Regions from separate parts of the Mus musculus genome. Here region 2 is linked to region 1. A link is a contact called in public HiChIP or PLAC-seq data. All regions are on one chromosome and are shown on one strand. The core of a region is the stretch at or near the end of the contact, and the rest is flanking DNA. Distances in the headings are between cores, read along the strand shown.

The links. HiChIP or PLAC-seq counts read pairs in DNA pulled down with a chosen protein or histone mark.
Region 2: an H3K27ac HiChIP or PLAC-seq map of embryonic stem cells shows a contact between it and region 1, with 11 read pairs. The contact joins two enhancer-like sites. A contact is called at or near these places in 1 of 15 datasets of contacts at CTCF or cohesin (large pre-B cells), 4 of 484 Hi-C or Micro-C datasets (bone marrow-derived macrophages, cerebellum and embryonic stem cells), 8 of 115 datasets of contacts at active chromatin or transcription factors (T-cell acute lymphoblastic leukemia, embryonic stem cells, epiblast stem cells and 1 more) and 3 of 9 other capture datasets (embryonic stem cells, liver and pancreatic islet).

Annotation. Positions count from the first base shown.
Region 1 is chr16:22,395,723-22,401,067 of GRCm38.p6, reverse strand. It overlaps Etv5 (ets variant 5), which reads left to right. Exons shown (of 13, transcript NM_023794.2): 9 at 1,689-1,748. Among named protein-coding and RNA genes, the nearest start is that of Etv5, 41 kb to the left of the region's middle. Within about 2 kb of position 2,072, at least 65 of the 459 cell types and tissues checked have an H3K27ac peak or open chromatin away from gene starts, as enhancers often do. A contact at or near this core is called in embryonic stem cells, where this site is marked.
Region 2 is chr16:22,561,424-22,566,768 of GRCm38.p6, reverse strand. Dgkg (diacylglycerol kinase, gamma) reads left to right here. Exons shown (of 25, transcript NM_138650.2): 15 at 275-354; 16 at 1,408-1,482; 17 at 3,986-4,071. It overlaps Gm15651 (a long non-coding RNA gene), which reads right to left. Exons shown (of 3, transcript XR_384735.4): 3 at 3,586-3,596. Among named protein-coding and RNA genes, the nearest start is that of Gm41433, 20 kb to the left of the region's middle. Within about 2 kb of position 1,983, at least 21 of the 459 cell types and tissues checked have an H3K27ac peak or open chromatin away from gene starts, as enhancers often do. A contact at or near this core is called in embryonic stem cells, where this site is marked.

The DNA.
Region 1 (5,345 bases), core at 823-3,322:
CTCTGGAGGAAAGCCGACCAGGGAGAGTAAGCATTCCCACTCTTTCCTTACAGTCAGGACTGAAATGACCTGGGAGTAGTTGGTGGGTTTTCTGCCGTTCGCTGTGGGCTTTTCTCGCTGTGGGCTTTTCTTAAGCCCCTTTGGAAGGTTGGAGCAGTCAGCTGAATGGCTCTTGTGGGTGAAGTGGGATATAGAGTCTGCTCTTGGTCTCTGAGATAACACCATGATTTAGATAGAAACTAGTTTGGGGCAATCTGAGAACGTAGGCCAGTGGAGACTGCTGATAGGTTATACAAATAAATTGTCACTGAATTCTTTTTGAAGACTTTGAAACATATTTCTTGGAAGTCATGATATGATGGCCATATTTTTTCTTTAGGACTGGAATTGACTCTAGTATGTATAATATATATTATATACTATTAGCTTAGTTATGTGTGTGTGTCAGTGTATGTATATGTGAGTGCCCCAGTCCCCGTCGTTGTCGTCCCCCAACCCCCCAACTGGAGCTACAGATGGTTGTGAGCTGTTGTTGTGGGTGTTAGGAATTGAAGCTTAGGTCCTCTTGAAGAGCAGTATGTTCGTTCTTTTAACCACTGAGCCCTCTCCAGCCTGCTGGCATTGACATTTTAATTTGGCCAGCCATTTTTAATCTCCTCCCATTCACTTGAGGAAAAGCATTCCGTGGAGGTTCACCTCAGAAGCATTCCCAGTGTGCACCCAGATCACTCTCTCCTCTCATGGGACCTGAAGAAGAGACCGCTTGAGTGTTAGTTTCAGCATCACAGATCCAGTGGGGTGAAAACATGCTCACCAAACTACAGTACCCACCCTGCCAGTTGTCATCCTGGCTGCAGAGCTTTAGTGCCACTAATCCCTCTGGCCTTAAATACCCTCACTCCAGGCAACAGAATTGGATGTGGCCTTCAGTGACCAGAGGAGCAGATTGAGAAAGAGCTAAGGCTCTTCCCCTCCCCATCTGGAAGCCCCTTGGACAGGCAGTTTCTTGTGTTCCTGTCAGCTTGCCCACCAAGTGCAGTGATAACGGGTTCTAAGATGAGACAGAGCTTTATCTCTTTGTCCTGTGCCTCTTGATGAGAAGGGTCTTGGTGGTTTGTAGTGTTTACCATATTGTTTATTAGCTTGGTCCATTTCCACAGACCAAGGCCTTAAATTAAACACTTGACCTTTCTCTTAGGTTGATTCTTAGTTGCTGTAATAAAACACTCATCAAAAGCAACTTGGTGATGTAGGGAGTGGGACTGGAGTATTTGGCGTAGGGATGACGCACCATCATCATCGAGGGATGCCAAGGCAAGAGCTGTTGCAGAGACCACGGAGGAGTGCCACGTACTGGCTTTTCCTCTGGCTTACCCAGCCTACGGTCACACACACTCCAGGACCACCTGCATTAGGCAGACACTTCCCACAGTAGGCCAGGACCCAGCCCTTACAGTGATTAGTCAGTAAAATGCCCCACACATGTGCCACCAGCCTGTCTTGCTTGGTGGAAGGTCCCTCTCTTCCCAAGTAACTCAGACTTCTGTCAGGTTGACGAGAACTTAGTGCGCATCCTTAGCTGTGAGGTTTCGGGCCTTGGCTGCCAGCGTGCGTGCTCTCTGCTGTTTCCAGCATCGTCTCTGCTGTTATGTAGGGATTGTTGCTAAGAGTGCTGTGTTTCCTTTCAGAAGTGCCTAACTGCCAGTCATCCTACATGAGAGGCGGGTATTTCTCCAGCAGCCATGAAGGTAAGGAGCTTGCTTTGTCCTTTAAAAATGAATTTATCTGGGGAGCAGGGCCGAAATGAAAGTGCAGCACACATGTGGAAGGACTTCCTCCTTCCTCTTTTTATTTTCATTTTTTTTTGATAATACACACGTTTAATTGAGGATTACCATTTCTAAGCTGAGCTGTAAGGTCAGTGGTTAGACTTTCCATAGTGCATGCTATGAGAGCTAAGAGAGTTACTTTGTATGTGGGCTTTGAGTCAAGACTTTTAAGCACTGAGAAATCCACTCATCATTTTCAATGGCAGTGACCCTGACTTAGCAGAGTTCACAGGACAACGTGAAGAAAAGGGGAACTTGCTGTTACACTTCCTGCTACGTCAGCCTAAACTGGTCCTTAGGGCTTACGTCAGGAAACTTTACGTGGGTCCAGGGACATTTTAGGAAAGAAATTATGGCCGAGGATTGTTTTTTTGTTTTGTTTTGTTTTTTTAAGATTTATTTATTTATTTATTATAAATATGCAAGTGCACTGTAGCCGTCTTCAGACACACCAGAAGAGGGCATCAGATCCTGTGACAGATGGTTGTGAGCCACATGTGGTTGCTGGGATTTGAACTTGGGACCTCTGGAAGAGCAGTCGGTGCTCTTAACTGCTGAGCCAGTTCTCTAGCCATATGGCCGAGTGTTTGAATTTCACTTAATCTGGGCGGGTACCGCTTCATTGTAATGATTATGTAATGGGTGGTTGTCAGGTTAAAGCGAGAGGAAAGGCTCTCTGGAGTTCTTCCTTGGCCTTGAGAGTGCTAGAAGAGGGGGGCGGCTAGTGAAAGGCTGGTAGGCCTAGGAAGGTCGGTAAAGCAATGCAGAGGTGAGCCGCTCACAAAACAGTACAGGGTGTGACAGTGACAGACAGCGTTTTCTAATCGGAGAAACTAAGAACAGCTATGAGGAAAAATACAAGGTGATCTGCCCACGAGCATTAATTAATGTCTTGATGTTTAATGAATGTATACAAAAGGCAGAGGTTCTTAATATGTGGGTCGTGACCCCAAAGGGTGCCCCATAGCAGATATCCTGCACGGCGGATATATTTACACCAGGACTTGTAACGGTAGCAAGATTGCAGTTATGAAGTAGCAGTGAAATAATGTTATGGTTAGGGTTCAATACGACATGAGGGTCATAGCATTAGAAAGGCTGGGAACCACAAAAAAAGCTTTAGGGATAGACGAGAAGGCTCAGTATTATAAAGTGTTATAATTTTTTATATTAAAGTATTTATATATCAGTATTATACTGATGGGCTTCTGACTTCAGATTCCTACACTAAGGGGAAAAGTTAGTCATGGCCGCGCTTGCCTGTAATCACAGCACTGGAAGAAAGGCAGGAAGATCCTAACACTAACCTAATTGGACTAAGAGTAATTTAAAACAGCCACAGTGCTGGGCTAGGGGTGGAACTTGCCTGCCAATCAGGAAACCCTGGGATAGCGTCTCAGTACAGCACATAACCAGGCACTGAGGCCAAGTGCCTATAACCTTAGCGCTCAGGAGGTGGAGTCCGGGTGAGCAGGAAGTCAAGGCCATCTTTTGCTACATTGTGACTTTAAACCTTGCCTGGGATACTTCACACCCTATCAAAAACAGAGTAACAGTTCGCAGGATGGTTTAGAAGTTAAAGGTTCTGCCAGACCTGCCCACGGGAGTTATGATCATGAGGATTCACATGGTGTGGGAAGAGGAGAGTTGAGACGTCAGAGCTGCAGAGAGCATTTGCAGAACACATAGATAGCCCCTACGTGAATGGATGGTATTGGCGAAGCAGTCAGTCTATTTGATGGGCAGGAGCCGTTTGGGATCTCAGAAGATGTTTGTGATCTGAAAAGCCTTGAGAGGTAGGCTCTCTGCCAGGTAGTGTAGTAGGGTCAGGATGGCCTTTCCCGACACTGAGACTGGGAAGTGTGCCTTTCCTTAGAGTGGATCCCAGAAATAGGTTTTGCTTTCTGAACCTATCTGTCCACATCAGTGTCTTACCATCAGTCCGACTCCCCCAAACCAGTGGCACAGACTTCTGGGAACTTGGATCAACAGATTCTCAAGAGCTACTGAATTAGCTCCAACGTGGAGTCCAGAGGTCTCAGTTTTCAAGTTTGAAAATCACCCTCAATCTCAGGTGTACTTCCTAGACTCCCTGAGGGAGCTTTCTAAAGTGATGCTGCTGAGACTTCACCCTAAGACCGAGGTTCCCAACCTTCCTAATGCTTTCAATACACTTCCTCATGTTACGGTGACCCACCCCCACCCCCCATAAAATTATTTTTGTTACTTCTTTGTAACAGTGATTTTGCTACTGTTACGATTTGTAATGTAAAGATCTTTTTCCTGATGAGCTCAGGTGACCCCTGTGAACAACCCCGGAAAGGTCAGGCCTCACGGGATGAGAGCCACTGACAGAAGTGGCTAGAGTCCCAAATTCCTGTGTACCTGGGGCTGAAAGCACCTGACTGCAGTGTTTTAGGCATTAGTGCTCAAGCATCGGGTGTTCCTTATGAGTGACGAGTTGTCCAGAGGGCTTTCTTGAGTAGGCAGCTGCCCCCAGATGCATGAAACCAGGGCTGCTTACCCCGCCACCATGTGCCCTGTGATATTCTCAGAGTGTCCAGACGTGAGCAGGCGGGCTGTCTACTGGACTGCTGGCTGTGTAGACACAGCTGTGCAGGGCTGCGTCCAGATTCCACGCTGTCTCTGGAAAGGCAGTTGATGGTGTCTGTGTGCAGCAGGCACATGAGGAGGGAGCAGAGCAGAGAGGGAGGCAAACATTCCGTATAATTACAACATTTAGCAAAGAGCATGCTCTTAAGGGAAATATTTTTAGTAAGATTTTGGGTTGCTTACTACACAGAGACCATCTTGTGAAGCCACCTCCGCCCTCCAACCTATTCCTTTGCCCAGTTGACCGCACACACTGAAAAAGTAAATTTCAAAGAAGCCAGCGTTTTAAAAACTGCTCTAAATTATCTTGGCCTGGTTTTTCTCTCCTTCCTTTACAGTCTTGAACCACAGATGCCTAGGAAACAGTTATCAAAACAAGTGTTTCTGATTGGCATCTCTGATTGCTCAGATAGCCGTCCTGCCTCGGGTCCTCACCTGGAATCCTTGTGTGATATTTTGAGTCTTTGCGTTTCACTTCGCCCTTCCTTCCTACACCTTTATTTGAGCAATCAGATGGTGTGTGGCCACAACAGAAATAACTGTTGATGCCAACTCATCTGACTGATTACCAGAAGCGTCTGCCAGGTGTTGTAGAGGGCGACAACAACTAGAAACCACAAAATGTCCCCAAATGTTCCTTATGATCCTTTGAAAACCAAAGCAAGAATTTAATCTAGTCTTGTATGGTTGTGGATGAATTATCTTTACCTTAGTGGGGCTAGGAGGGGGGCGATGAAAGTTAACACGACACAGTTGACAGGTGTGTAAACTTTAAATCGTGGCCGATGTTCACTTACAATGACTTTATAACAAGACCGTTTAAAACAGTACTGGAATATCAAAACCCATATGGAAGGTGGGAAATAGATCACCTCCTGGCAGCTAAGGCTACAGAGCGTGACG
Region 2 (5,345 bases), core at 734-3,233, 170 kb before region 1:
GAACTGCTATGCTAGACTATTTTGATCTCGTGTTGTAGGTATAATTTTAAGCGGGTGTCATTCCGCTCTGATCCCGACCTCCAACCCTCATTGCCATTAGCCCCCCTTTAAAAGTCCCTTGGGCTGGAATCAGCCATGTCTCCCCCAGGAAGCTCAGCCGGCAGACAAGCAGCCCCCCTCCTCTCCTCCACGCCTGGGCCTGCCTCCCATCCACCTGCTTTCATCTCATGTCACGACTGAATAAAGCTCACATCTCTTTCTTCTCATTTTTAAGTATAAGATCATCCCTAGCCCGGGGACGCATCCCCTGCTGGTCCTGGTGAACCCCAAGAGTGGAGGAAGACAAGGAGAAAGGTAGGTCCTCTTTTCTTTTAAAATAGGCTAAAACAACCCGACCCAACCCCCTTCCTTCCCTCAGCCCCAACATAGTAGACTGTACAGTCAAAAAAACATGGACCCGTGGCCAGCTCATCATCTGGCCCAGGTGAGTTAATAGCCTGTGCCTCAGTTTCCGCCCCTGCGACATGATAGCAATGATATTACCTCTCACAGGTTACCTTAAGGATTAGAATAGACCTAGTGCTTAGCCTTGGACCTGCCACATGAGCCCCGGTAAAGGTCGCTAGAATCAAGTTCTAAGGGACCTGTTTTATCCTATGCCATCACAAGTCTCTTCTTGGTTTAAAAGACTTGGTGAGGTTCACCTGCTTAGGACTACCTGGCCTAGCCCCAACCCCACCGTATCAGTGAAGGAAACGCAGGTTTGGGCGAAACTGGAGTAAGCTCAGCGGGGTGGGAAGACATGGGGGGCAGACAGAAGCACTCTGCCTCCCAGGCCTGCTCAGTCTGGGAAATGAGCAGATGGTACAGAGAGCAGGATTTCAGGCTTAGAAAAAATAAAATTAGGTAGGGCCAAGTACTATGAGGACCCCACCTCTAGCCTGAGCTAGTCTCAAGGTAGAGCCTAGAAACCAAACCCAGACATAGCCATTGCCTCCAGCCCCACCTCCTCCTGCATGTACTCTTATGAGGATGCTGGGCCCACTCCTTGGGGGCCTTCAGCACCTCTGGACAGTCAACAATAGATGAAATCACCCTACTTAAACCATGCAGAATACCCAGAGGTCTCTAACAGGAAGGAAACTATGTAGGACAGCAGTCCTATTCTCTCCCATAGCAATAAGCAGTCCATAGGGTGGGGCTGGAGTCAGATGGAGGGGCAGCTTTTGGCCAGAGGGAAGGATATGGGGATGCTAGGTGTACTGGGATAGCGGGTCTGCACCCATCACTCCCTGTCTTAGGTTTAAACAACTGGCAGATTTCACCACAGATGGGTCCAAAGGTATTTGCCCCCATGTGACTACTACCTTACCATTTCTCGCCTCTATTGTGTTTTTTCCCCTGTAGAATTCTTCGGAAATTTCACTACCTGCTCAACCCCGAACAAGTTTTCAACCTGGACAATGGGGGACCTACACCAGGGTATGGACAGTCGTCTTCACTCTGCCCTGCTTTGGTCTCTGAAGAAAACACCTTTCTTTGTCTCCTGGCTTTTTCTGCCTACCCCTCACCTTGGCCCTGGTTCTTATTTAGGAAGTTGCCCTGTCTACCTTGTCTCTGAAGGAGGTGTTGATGTCAGAGGGAAACTATGACCCAGTCATTGGACGGACAGGGAGGTCACACTGCTGACTTCCTTGGACTTACTTGCAAGGCTCTTGGCTGATATCGTCGTAGTGTGTAATGATGTCACTCCAAGTCTGTCATGTCTTTTGCTATGGGAGCATTTCTGTCATTGAAACATTCTTTCCCTGAATTACCCAGCTTTGCAGAGATTACAGATCTCCTAACCCTTCTCCCACCTCCCTGACCCCTAGCCAGACAGAAAGAGCTGTTAGAGGGGAGGGGGCAGGACATAGATGGCTCATCTGAAGGTCTGGTGGGTGGAGCTGGCCTTGATGCCATTTAGCCAGTCATAGGTGGTGCCCTAGTGCCACCTGCTGGCAGCTCTGCCAGCACCAACTTCCACGTCTGATCTGAGCTTTTACACCTCCTGACCTGCATTTCTACTCTAGAGTCATTGAGATTCCTCCAAGGGGGCTGGAGTAAGGTGTCTAAAAATGGAACCTGTCCCTGTCTTTCCGTTGTCTGGCACGGAGATTATTTATAGAAATGGAAGCACGAGACCCAGTTAAAAGGAGAACGACACACAGGTGCACATTCACCAATCTGTAAAATTTACTCAGAAGTCGGTCCAGACTCTCCCAGTTGCCACATAGCCACGTGTCAACCGGTTACTGCTGGTTACTGCCAGTTACTGCCGGATAGCACCGCCATGTACCAAAACATCAAGTGCCTTTTCGGCCCTGCTCTCTCCTAGGGTATTTTAGGAGCACAGCCTTCTCGGCCTTTGATTGGTTTTCCTGTGGGTGACAAGCTCAGGGCCTACTTCCAGGGCTGCTGAGCCCAGAGCACCTTCAATGTGCCTGTTTATCTGTACGCAGACAGGCCGTCCAGCTGACGGGAGCCTCTACTCAGAATGTACTGCCTGGAGTAGGGTTCTGCAAGAGAAGGGAGAGAGAATAGTGACTTGCCAACATAGGCATCCGTGCTCAGAGCGCCCCTGGGACTCCTCAGACCATCTGTCTGGGAAGAGAGACATAACGGCACCTCAAGGTGTCCATCGGTCACATTTTCCCCCAAAGCAAGGGTTCTTGACTTTTTCTGCCAGGGACTCCAGTCACAATCTGGTAGAGTATGAACTCCATCTAAAATAATTTTTTTCTAAAGCATAATATGAAATAATATGTGATTTCCAGTGAAGCTAATTATGTTGAGAAGTGGTTACCCAAAACTAAAAAGACAAATTTGTGGTACATAAGAGAATGTCTTCTCTCAACACACTAAACAACAATACCCATAGTCAGGTTCAATAATGACTGTAAACTGAAAGCCACAAGCTCCAGAAATGATAGCATGGAACCTACAGTACAGCCTAACTGAAGTGTTGAAACAGCTGTTATATTCACTGTGACAAAGTTGCAGGTGCTATTGAAGCCTCTGTGGTCTGCTGTCTACATTCATAATTGAAAGAAATGCTAAGTGTCAGTTAGAGATCAGAGAAGATATTAACATTATATTTTCTCTTCCAAGTTCACAAACCTCTGAATTATACCCACAGACTCACCAGAAGGTCAGTGGACCCCAGGTCCTGCTCTTCCGGCTTCATGCTCCCAGGGAAAATGGGGTCTCGCTCCCCATGGCAGGGGGCCCTCAGAGGAGAAAATAAAGACCCAGATAATTAAGTGAACCTCTCTTAAGGAGGTGTAGTATTAGAGACAGCAGTCAGGAGAGTCTGAGAGGAGTCCAAATATTAGGGATGCTTTGTGTTGTTGCCAAAATGTGAAAACTGAGAATTCCTCAAATCGTAGAGGAATTCTCAAAAGTGGCTTTCTACATGCTGAATGTTGGGTCAGAGTCTCCTTCTATTAGGAAGTCAGCACCCCACATACATATACACACATAACTGATTCTTCTCCATAGCTGGGAGCACTACACAGTAAATTCTGGTTCCAGAGTGCTAAGTGACTCTTCCGATCCTGGAAGAATCTGATTCCAGGGACTGGGGAGGACCAGAAGTGTCACGTGCTAAGACTGTCATGTAGCTCATTGATAGTTTGTTTAGCATATGCTGGGCACCAGGGTTCAATCCCCAGCACCACACTCACAAATGCGTGCACGCGCACACACACACACACACGTACACACACACACACACGTACACACACACACACACGCACACACACACACACACACGTACACACACACGCACACACACACTCACACACACACATACACACACACTCACACACACACATACACACACACACACACACGTATGCATGCACTCACTGCACACTTGATACCTGTTGAAATATTAACAGTGTTAGTGACCTAATAACAAGAGCACTGTGGCCTTTCTTTCCAGATTGAACTTCTTTCATGATACCCCAGACTTCCGTGTTCTTGCCTGTGGCGGAGATGGGACCGTTGGCTGGATTTTGGATTGCATTGGTAAGGATGGCCAGGAAGGCCTTTCCTTGTTCTTTATAGTGAGTAGATGTGAAGTCATCAGAAGGCAGTGAACTAAAGGAGGAGCAGAGCCATGCCTTCTCCATCCGGGTGCCTACCCTTGCTTGGACTGCTGCTTGATTAGGGATCTGGAGTGAAGAGTTTTCATCGTAGACTTGGCCTTCAGAAACATGTATGTCAGAGGCAGAGCTGCGCAGTAGCAGAACCAGATGTATTAGAAGCAGGACTGGAGATGCAGGTGGAGCCAGGGTGATGATAAATAAAGGGCAAGAAGCTAAGCATGGCAGATCTACTTAGGGATGAACATCTGGAGCAGGAGTCCAGAAAGCACACCTGGAAAGTGCACACCTGGAAAGTGCACACCTGGAAAGTGCACACCTGGAAAGTGCACACCTGGAAAGTGCACACCTGGAAAGTGCAGGTCAGTACAGGCAGAGGAACGCCATGCAGAGCTGTGTCCCACATGGAGAAGGCAGGGGAGCAGGCTGGAGGGCTGGGGGCCTGAGGTCTAGCCCAGCTCTGCCTGGATCCAGAAAATGATAGTGCTTATCTGTGATATTTAGGGATGGGGTATAGTTAAGACCTAACCCCTGCTGAACCAAGGTAAAGTCTGCAATATAGAACACCAAGGCAGGAAAGCTACCAACAGAGGCACTGGGGTGGGCAGGCATCAAAGAGACCAGGGCTGCTTCACAGCATCTGTCAGTCATTACAAATGCTGCCTGGAATCTCTATGGGCCAAGCCCTCTTGGAGTCAACTAGAGATGCCACCAAGGAACGAAGAGGCCAAATTACTACCCTAATGGAGCCTACCTTCTAGAGCTGTGGCTCTCAACCTGTGGGTCACGATCTCATGGGAGATGAAATGGCCCTTTTATGGGGTTCCCTAAGACCATCAGGAAACACAGATCATGATCCCTAAGAGTAGCAAAACTAGAGTTATAAACTAGCAACAGGAATAATTTTGTGATTGGGAGTCACCACAACATGAGGAGCTGTATTAGAAGGTCTCTGCATTTGGAAGGTTGAGAACCTCTGATCTAGAGGAAAGACCCAGGCAACATAGAAATGAGGGAAATAGATAGAATGTCAGGGTAAACATGTAAAAAGGGGGAGACAAAGGAAGAGGAGGTGTGTGGGGTGTTATCTAAGAGAAGTCAGGGAAGACCTCACAGGGTAGGGTCTAGTTCCTAAAGGGATGCTAGCTCTAAAAACGGGGGGGGGGGAGACACCTGAGAATAGTCCAGACAAAAGAA